2 separate regions of the Mus musculus genome follow, and region 1 is linked to region 2. The links are chromatin contacts, called in public HiChIP or PLAC-seq maps. All regions are on one chromosome and are shown on one strand. Each heading gives the region's core, a stretch centred on a gene start, on an enhancer-like site or on the middle of the called end of the contact. The rest is flanking DNA. Distances are from core to core; before and after follow the strand shown. Region 1 holds the start of Pgpep1l (pyroglutamyl-peptidase I-like). Region 2 overlaps Igf1r (insulin-like growth factor I receptor).

Region 1 (4,938 bases), core at 549-3,048, 110 kb before region 2:
TTTGTTCATCTTTTTTGAGACAGGGTTTCTCTGTGTAGCCCTGACTACCCTGGAACTTTCTCTGTAGACAAGGGCTGGCCTCGAACTCTCAAAGATCTGCCTGCCTCTGCCTCCTGAGCACTGGTAAGCCTCAGCACCACCAGCCACCACCTTTGCAAACAGGGACATTGCGTCTGTCATCTGCTTTAACTGTGGCAGGGAAGGAGCAAATCCCTCCTAACAGAAATGTGAAAAGGCCACCAAGCAGGGAGGGACAGCTCAGGATAGGGTGTTGGACAAATGTCTACAAATGCCCACAGGAATGTGAGAAACTAGGACCAAGACACCCCCTCTTTCCCACCCCACCTGCAACCAGGTCCAGTACAAAGCCCCTGAGTTCCTCTAGAATCTAGTCGGGTCTCAGCCTGGGGGGCGGGGTGGATGCGTGGGTGGCAGGGAGGGATAGAGCTGGCTTTCTCAAAACAAAAGAAGCCAGGACCCCACCTCCAGGGCCAATTAAAGGGAATGTCTCACGCGGCCAATTAAGTAGTTAACAACTACTGGGGCTCATCAGATCACCCGTGGCTGCTTCCCTGCCTCACCCGGATGGGGAGAGAGAAGTATGTTTTATTTCTCTCTCTCTCTCTCTCTCTCTAAAGATTTATTTATTTATTATTACGTATAAGTACACTATAGCTGTCTTCAGACACTCCAGAAGAGGGCTTCAGATCTCATTACAGATGGTTTTGAGCCACCATGTGGTTGCTGGGATTTGAACTCAGGATCTTTGGAAGAGCAGTCAGTGCTCTTAACCGCTGAGCCATCTCTCCAGCCCCGAGTTTTATTTCTCTCTCTCTCTCTCTCTCTCTCTCTCTCTCTCTCTCTCTCTCTCTCTCTCTCTCTCTCTCTCTCTCATAAGAGAGAGAGAGTTGTTGTTGTTTTATATATATATATATATATATATATATATATCAACAACAAACAAAAAAACAAAAACAAAACTTAAGTATTTTTGAAAAGCCAGCAGGCTGCATCAATAGGTGAACTGTCCCAAAAGTAAGGTTTCCCGTCATTGTTTCTCTGACAGATTTTAAGAGCTCAACTAACTCAGAGAAATGCCAAGACCGTGGGTGACATCGGATGGCATTTTTTTGCCAGGGAACGCAGTAGGAAGCACTTCGCAGACAGGATGAGCCAGTCTGAAGCCAGCAGACATCAGCCAGCTGGTGAGACCCTGTCGCTCCAGGCAGATGCAGCTGGGGACATGCGTGGGAGGCAGTATGCTCCGTCTAAGCGGGCGGGGGTGAGCCCCACTCCGCAGAACAAGAAAACAGAAATTTGACGGTGGACCCACTGGGTCTAGGCAGCAGGTGCTTGCAAGCACCGCCTACAGTCAGCTTCCAGTGAGTGTTTGCTGCGAGTTTGGTTGCTTGTTTAAACGCTTTGCAGAATTCAAGAACAATCATAAGCCAAGTCACACTTTCCAAACACAGGGCAATACTCCAGGCAGCAGGGGGTTCTACCGAGAAAAAAAAAAAAAAAGGAAAAAGGAAAAAAAAATCAAGGTAATCAAGAAGATAGGTGCAAAAAACAGAGAGGGTGACCCGCGCGGTCCTAGCTTGAGCGATTTCAGTGGTGGGTCCTAGTAACCCCACAGTCTTGGGACAGTTGGTTGCTATAGGGTCGAGCACCATGATGTCATGTATCCTACGGAACCAACTAAGCTGAGTCCATATTAGTTCTGGCGGCGCTATGACCCTCGAGTGTCCAAAGGCCGCCAGTTCTGCTCCCGAGGGGCGTGGCCTTTCCACACTCCCCACGTGGTCTTTTCCATCCTGGATCTCGGCTGGACCAGCCTAGCGCAGCCGGGTCTCATGGATTCGCAGTCCCGCTGCGTGGTGGTGACCGGTAAGCCCAAGTTTCCCTGCGTTCCGGGTTTTGGTTTTGGCTGCTTTCTGCTGGGGCCTGGAATGCGCACTTGCTCGACTCTGCTTGTAAACAGCTCTCCCAGGGGAACACGGGTGGCAACTGGTGTTGGTAGGAATTCCAGATGGAAGCTGACTTCCTGCTCAGCCCTATTAAAAAAAAACACAGGCTTTCCTGCCTCTGAGCCCCTTCGCCACAAATAACTTGAGTGCCATGCACGGAGGTGCCCACTTGTGGCTTAGGTTCTCTCAGACCTTGTTTGTCCTTCAGCCCCTTGGGGAGGAGCCCAGGCTACCACCTGCTGTCCCTAAGCCTAGGACCCAGTGGAGACCATCGAATTGCAGATTTAGACAGAATTAACCATCACAGGGCCTCATACCATCCTTTTTAAAGGACCAGGCCTTGATGGAGACTGCAGTCGCCAACCCCCATGGTGCTTTTGCTACTATGGAAACACTGAAATAACCAACACACACACTGGTTGTGGATGCCACTGAACACACACACACACACACACACACACACACACACACACTGGTTGATGCCTCTGAACCCCAAAAGGTCAGCCTGGAAGGAATGGTGGCTGCTCTGTCCTCCATCTCAGCCGCACATCTGAAGTCACCCCAGCCACAGGCACCTGTCATTGTCACAGCTGGTCCCTATGGGCTTACTCTTTCCTCACGATGCTCTTATTTTTAGTCAGACACCAAAGCGCTTTATTTATTTTTAGTTAGACACATTTGGCACATTTCAAGTTTTCCAACTTGTATTCGATAAAGGGAAACAAAGGATTCCTGTCACCTGTCCTAATTGAAAGCTTCTTTGATAAATACTTTCGGACAGTGATTCATACTATCAGCCTTCCAAAAGGAGGAAGGAAAAAAAAAAAAAAGAAAAGAAAAGAGCATTCTTTTGAGACACTCTTATTCCCTTGCACTTCTGATTTGTTTTTTTTTTTTTTTTTTTTATTTCGGGTCCAGAGATGGAATGGCTCAAATTACATTTGACGTCCTCAGGAAACCATACTCTTGGTAAAAGCAGTGCCTGTCTCAAATGAAATATGGGCATGGAAATGTGCTGCCCCCTCTTGGACTCACGTCTTTCCCTACATTTCTCTCATCAGCCAGCAGTTGCTGGGAGTCAGGCGCCATTGGGAAATGCCCACTGGATCCCAGAGTGTGGCCTGCCTTTATTAGTAATGTTTTGAGTTTGCCGGAGGACAGACTCTTCATTTTATTGGAGCCCCTAGTTGTGTAAATCTTGTCTTGACAACTGGTATGTAGACAGATGGTGAAATGCAAGGATTCTAACAAACAGCCTTTAGATTAAGGTGTTGGCTGGGACCAACAGTAAAATGAGAGACCAGGCGAACCTGCAGTCCTCCCCAGGGTTCGATGATTCTACCACATTTTCTGGCTGACTACCCAACTCTATTCCAAGGCAGTCTTGATGGGGAATGAGGCTTAGCCCAGCAAAACAAGACCTTCTAACCTTGCTCCCGGAGTTGTCTTTCCTAATTTAAAACAAACAAGGATGTAGTTTCCTCAAAGCTGAATGTGGTTCTAAAGTGTGTGAAATGTGTGTTGATGGGTTTTTAATGATCCTAGAGGAAGCTGGCTTCTCGGTCTTTCTACTTAATCTCAACATTTTCTAAGCCGTTCTTTAGAGCTGCAGGTTCCCACAGCAGCTGCAAGACTGTGTATCCTATCAGTCAAAGCCAGATGGTAGTCCTGAGATGGTGGGCCATTCTGTTGAAAAGCTTTCTGTCCCCTGAAGTTTTTCTCCCTAGGAACCAATCCTGATGATGGGCCACGACCAATACACTCAGCAGTTGCCAGGCACAGCTGGATCCCCTCTCCAGTGCTGCTACCTACTCTAGAGGCCCTGGGGTCCAGCGACTTGATGTAGCATCCTGATCTTTTACAGACTGGAAAGTGTGGCAACTGAGAAGTATGCGCTGAGAGTCAGGTGAGGGACTCAAACCCTCAGTCATACTCCAGATAAAACTGATCAGGACGATGCTCAACCCTACCTGCAGCCCAAGCTGAGATGAGGCTCCCCTCCTCTCAGTCTGACATGCTAGCCTCCCCCAGGAGGAGGCCACACATTTTTCATTTTAGAAATATAGATCAAGAAGAAATTGTAAAGAAAGAGAACTCCTTGCAAATCTCACTAGGGTTGCCTGATGCTGACATCTTCAATGTCCAATCCAATGTACTAACATCAGTACAATTAAGAAAGAGAGAAGCAGAGAGAGGGGGAGAAGGAAGGGAAGGAGAACGGGATGGAGGGGTTGAGGAATGAGTATGTGTGCACGTGCACACAGACCGCTCTATACAATTTAGACCAGTGCAAGGCTTCCTGGAATTGCCTCCACCTCAAAACGCCTTCCCCTGCTACTCCCACCTTAGCTTCTTCCGCACTTTCTTCCCCCATTTTAACACGTGGTGTCCTTTTCAGACTCATTTGGCTGTAATAAAATATCCAGAAAACAAACAAACGACAAAGGATAAAGGAGTTTATTTCCGTTTACAATTCCAGGTTACAGTCCATCGTGGTGGGAAAGTCAGCAGCAGGAACTTCAGAGAATTGGTCGCATCACATCCACAGTCAAGAGCAGAGAGAAATGCATACATATTTGCTGTCTTGTTTGCTTTCTCATGTTCAGCTTGGATTTCTCCATTCTTTTATAGTTCAGGACTCAATGCCTAGGGAATGACACTGCCCATAGTGAACTGGGTTCCCCCACATCAATTAACAAGAATTGTTGAGGAATTGGGTTGGCTTGTGGACATGGTTTTTTTTTGGAGGATTATCTTAGTTAAGCTAATTGATATAAGCAGAACCATTCCCTAGGCAATGATTGGCCTGTGGGCATGTCAACATTTCCTAGGAATGTTGGCCTGTGAGTATGTCTGTGCCCACAAGTAAGACAATTGGCTAATTGATATGAGAAGGCCCAGCCCACTGTAGGTGGTACCATTCCTTAGGCTGGAGATCCTTGAGCTGTAGGAGAGAGGAGAAATCAAACTG
Region 2 (4,642 bases), core at 2,090-4,589:
TCCTCAGAGTCAGCTCGGACCAAATAAGTCGACTGAATGCAGTAAGCATGCTTAGGTTTTCAAATGCCCTGAGACAATACTCTGAGAGGTGATCATAGCATCCTTCCAGGAACCTTGCTAGGTCACAACTCATGCCTCACTCAAGAGCTGCTCCTTCCCAAGCTTGTAAACCCACTCTAACAGCACAGAGGCATTCTCTTTAGCAAGCCATACAGTTCTGTAAGATGGAAACTTTGTCGTGGAAGAAAATCTGAGTCAGGGCCAGTTGAGATGGCTCAGTGGGTAGATAAAACAGCTATCCTTCTGATGGCCTGTTCGACCCCCACCCCCCTCACCCTGGAAGTCACATGGAGGAGGGACAGAATCAATTCCTACCAAGTGTTTTCTGACTGCCACATACATGCTGTGGTGTAGGTAGGAGTCTCCTCCCCCAATAATGTTTCTAAGTTGGGGAACAGTTCAGTGCGTCCTCCTTTTGGGAGAGCACAGTTTGAAGGCTCGGAGAAAATAACCGAGTAGCATCGCACAGTCCAGGACAGAAGGTAAGCCACAGAGTTCAGCTGCTGAAGCATCTGGGAACATTTCATTAATGAGCAAAAGAAACAATCGCCTACTGACAATGCCTGTGGGATCACTGAGGCCTCGGGAACCAAGCAGTGCTGGGCAGAGTACTGAGAAAACAGGAAAACAAACACTGCAAAAGGGGTAACAAAGAAGCCTGCGGAGGGAAGTTATAAATAGCAACATTATAACTAGAAAGCTGCGTGGAAAGAGTGAGGACCGAGGTGCAGCTGACCCAAAGAGGGAGAGCAGGAAATTTCAATAAATGACAAAGGCCGGCAGAACAGAGAGGGCTCTGCCCACGGTGGGCTAAGAGTTTCCTTTCTTCTTCCTGCACATTTTGTAATATCAGCTTTACAAACACACACACACACACACACACACACACACTTAAAAAAGCAGAAAGTCTGGTGGTTTTCAGTGTCTTCGTAGAGTTGTGCAAATACTGCCACAATCGACGTTAGAATATTTTCATCATCCCAAAGCAAAAAGCCCATACATAGCAAAGCTTCCCCCAGCTCTGGGGAATGACTAATCTTACTCGTCTCCACTTCTCCACTGAATCGCCTGCCAGGAGCATTTTACTTAGTGGAATCAAACAAAGGGTGTTCTCCTGTAGCCACTGTCTTCCATTTAAAACAATGCTTTCAATATTCACCCTTGGCATGGTGTCTACTAGTCCTTCTGGCTTTGGGCTGTACTGATTCTCACTGTGGGAAAGCGAGCCTTTCTATTAATGTGGAGTGATAACATCGTAGGTATTGGGAGTAGAAATGCTAGAAACACTGACAAACTCGGAAGGGGTAAGGATGTCAAAGGATGGTGGATGCTGAGGTCCAGGCAAGGTGCTGAGAAGGGTCTGTTTGCATCCCAGACTCTGTATTTTTGGCTAACTCTATCCACTAACTTGGGCCATTCTTTGATAGACAGGGCTGTCACAGTGGGCATAATCTGTAGAGGAATTGTCACCTACAGTGTGGACTGTGTCTCCCCTCTGCTCAGCAAGCTACCTGTGCCACTTATGGAAAACCAAGTGCACACACATGAGCTTGAGCTCTGTAGAAATGCCTGACAAATGGATGGCTGAAGCTGCAACACTGAAGCTCTGCTAAGATGGGGAGAGAGAAAAGGAAGGGCAGGAGAGAGTCAATGGAAAAGATGGTGACGAAGGGTGCAGCTCAACCTTAGAGTCCTTTTACCAGCACTATATTGTTCTCACAGACTGTCTTAATTCCCGTGTACTTTTAAATAGTCGAAAACGCGATTTTCAACCTATTTTAAAACCCACATACAAATTTGAAAAACTGCAGGCAGATTTTAACACAGGGGAGAAAACAAACAAAGAGAGCTGGCATGGGGGTCAGGACAGACAGGGCCCTCAAGCTGATGGGGCATGGTCAGCAGGGGAGGGCAGCTTCATGGCTGCTTCAAGGATGGAGAATCTCTGTCTCACAAAAGTCACACACTTTGTCCTCAAGAGTTCTGAAAAAAGGAAAAGAAGCAAGAAGTCCCTGCAGAGGGCCGACTCCCCTGCAGCCGTTCTCAGCAGGCTTGAGCACATAAAGATCACTTGTGACTGCCTGTCACAGATGCTCAAATGGACAGGATGGGGAAAAAAAATACCCTTCACACACTTAAAAATTACTCTAAGTTATTTTAAATCTGGAACTGTTTGTATATTCCTTATAAGTTTATGAAACTCACACGGTCGCTCCATGACTAACTGAAGCGGAATTGAGAGAGTAGTCTCTATTTATAACTTCTCTGCTTGTGCGTGCGTCCAGCCCTATTTCCATTCTCTGGTACTGTACGCAGAGTTATGTGAAGCCGTGTGGGCTCTGAAATGCTACTTACTTCCTAACAAGGCAGGCCTGTGTTCCATAGGGGCAAATCAGTGGGAGACGGGGTGAGGGGTTGCAATGACCAAGTGAAGGCCAGGCTCAGAGGGGAGGTCTCAAGCACCCATCATTGCTCAGGCAGATCTTTTGCTGTTGGTTTTGTTTGTTTGCTTTATTTTATTTATTTATTTTAAAGACAGAGTTGCTTTGTAAACCCTGGCTGTCCTGGGACTTCCTCTGTAGACCAGGCTAGCCTCAAATTCACAGAGATCCATTTGCCTCTCTGCCTACCGAGTGTTTATACCACCTCCACCCGGCTAGACTGCACCTCTCTAAACGGGTGTTTGAGCCTGTTTTGGGACAATCGCACACCTGGTGATGGCTGAGAGATCTGTTCTGATGGTGTGAATTCATCAATACACACATTCCCAGGTCAGTGCCTTAAATCTGTGTGCCCGCTCATGTCACCTCTTCCACTTGATTTTAGTGGAATTGTGTCACCAAAGGGTGCAAGGCTTTAACAGGTCATGCATAAGCCTCTCTCCATACACAAATGTTTATGTGAAGATAACTGAAATGACTGACCAGAGTCACCCATGGGACAACTAGTACTCAGAGCAGAGCACATGAGGCCTAGGATTAAGTTCTGTTACGAAAAGCAAGACGGTTCATGGAGAGAGTAATAAATGTGAAAGATACACGCGCACATAGACTACCCATGGAATTCGGATGGCTACATGTACATGGACACGAATCCCCTATTCACAGCTGCTCCCATCAACTGTAAGAACAGCTGCTCTAAGGCTGCCTAGTCATAGTTTGGAAGAAAAAAATCAAAACCAACTCCTGGAATCTTCTCTAAAACAATGCTCTGGTGACTGTAGTTGTCTCGCTTCATGCTGCTCCAAGAGGAGGAACTCCCCATGAAAAGGAGGAAAAGGCAGTCCACAGTCCACGCTTCCTTTTTGGGAAAGATCAGAAGGGGTAACAGGCACCTCACACCTCAATCCTGTGACTAATTATGAAGGTGGTTTATTTTTACTGCATAGCCTTTTCTTTTCCAGTTTATATCACCTCTTAATGTCTCCAGATTCATTCCTTTCTAGAATCTTAAACTTCATTACAGCCATCTCTTATGTCCATGTATGAAATAAATTACCACTAAAAACATCCCTGAGAAACATGTCTAAGGCAACTCAGTCACTGTATGCACACAGTGAAGTTTACAGGAACTAGGAGGACTGTGACATCATTATAGCCCCGACCTGAACAGGATCACTGATGTGACTGAACCTCCAGGATGCACAGCTGCGTTTAAATCAGTCGCAGTTCTTGAAGAAGCACGCACTTTCTAAACACAGCACGGATATCAACAGCTGGTCAAGTGACCTTCAGCCTGCTCCTCTGAGGCCCCTGCCTCTCTGCTCACCACTTCCTTCATCCTGCTGCTCTGCTCCTGTAACTTGGCTGGAAACATGACTTAGGTATTCCCAGGACCATCCTACTACATACTTTTACTTACCAAGTAGCAATCATTAAAAAAAAAAAAAAAGCTCAGCTAGACCTTTAAATTATCTAGGAGGGTAGAAAAGCATTGTCCCTGATAATTGTACATCCTGAAAAATACTATCACTAGCATAAATACATGGAATATTCATAATCAGCCTATCTCACTGTTAAAAAGTACCTAGAAAAGAGACCATGCAACTGTTGAGATACCATTTCTAGAATCTCTCTCTTTTTCTGAGTGTGCATGTGCGCACACACAGACTTCTGTTGGCTTTCATTGTACTTTGCTTGAATTTTGTGAGCAGAGGGGGTGGAAAAAGGTACCAACTTGGCTAAAACGCATCGCAAGTGTTGATGCCCCATAGTGCCAATAGGAATCCGAGTATTCTGGAAATGATCACTTCTCAGTTTCAACCAGGTTTTTTCGTTTTGTTTTTAAAAATGGTACTGCCCACCGTTAAAAAGTTCACTGAAGGCATTCAAAGTTCGAGATGCCACGCTCTTTTTTAAAACCATTTTTTAAAACGATTAATAGTTGAGCACTTAGGTGGGCAGCGGTGGCATGCACCTACAATTGCAGCACTTGGGAGGCAGAGGCAGGTGGATCTATGTGAGCTTGAGGCCAGCCTAGTCTACAGATCAAGTTCCAGGACAGAGGTACATAGAGAAAAATAAACAAACACAAAAATAAAACCAAAATCAAAACCACCACAACAACAACTACAAAATTGGGT

Evidence for each region. HiChIP or PLAC-seq counts read pairs in DNA pulled down with a chosen protein or histone mark.
Region 1: a contact with region 2 is called in a CTCF HiChIP or PLAC-seq map of the NIH/3T3 cell line, with 11 read pairs. The contact joins the promoter of Pgpep1l here to the enhancer-like site in region 2. A contact is called at or near these places in 2 of 39 promoter capture datasets (frontonasal cranial neural crest and pre-B cells), 1 of 15 datasets of contacts at CTCF or cohesin (the NIH/3T3 cell line), 3 of 484 Hi-C or Micro-C datasets (LSK cells, muscle stem cells and myocytes), 3 of 115 datasets of contacts at active chromatin or transcription factors (the SCID.adh cell line, craniofacial prominence and embryonic stem cells) and 3 of 9 other capture datasets (adipose tissue, liver and pancreatic islet).

Annotation. Positions count from the first base shown.
Region 1 is chr7:68,261,093-68,266,030 of GRCm38.p6, reverse strand. It overlaps Pgpep1l (pyroglutamyl-peptidase I-like), which reads left to right and starts at 1,798. Exons shown (of 4, transcript NM_030101.1): 1 at 1,798-1,887.
Region 2 is chr7:68,151,183-68,155,824 of GRCm38.p6, reverse strand. The region is part of intron 2 of Igf1r (insulin-like growth factor I receptor); the gene reads right to left. It overlaps Gm51487 (a long non-coding RNA gene), which reads left to right. Exons shown (of 2, transcript XR_003946794.1): 1 at 1-4,642. Among named protein-coding and RNA genes, the nearest start is that of Gm51487, 3.7 kb to the left of the region's middle. Within about 2 kb of position 3,339, at least 30 of the 459 cell types and tissues checked have an H3K27ac peak or open chromatin away from gene starts, as enhancers often do. A contact at or near this core is called in the NIH/3T3 cell line and muscle stem cells, where this site is marked.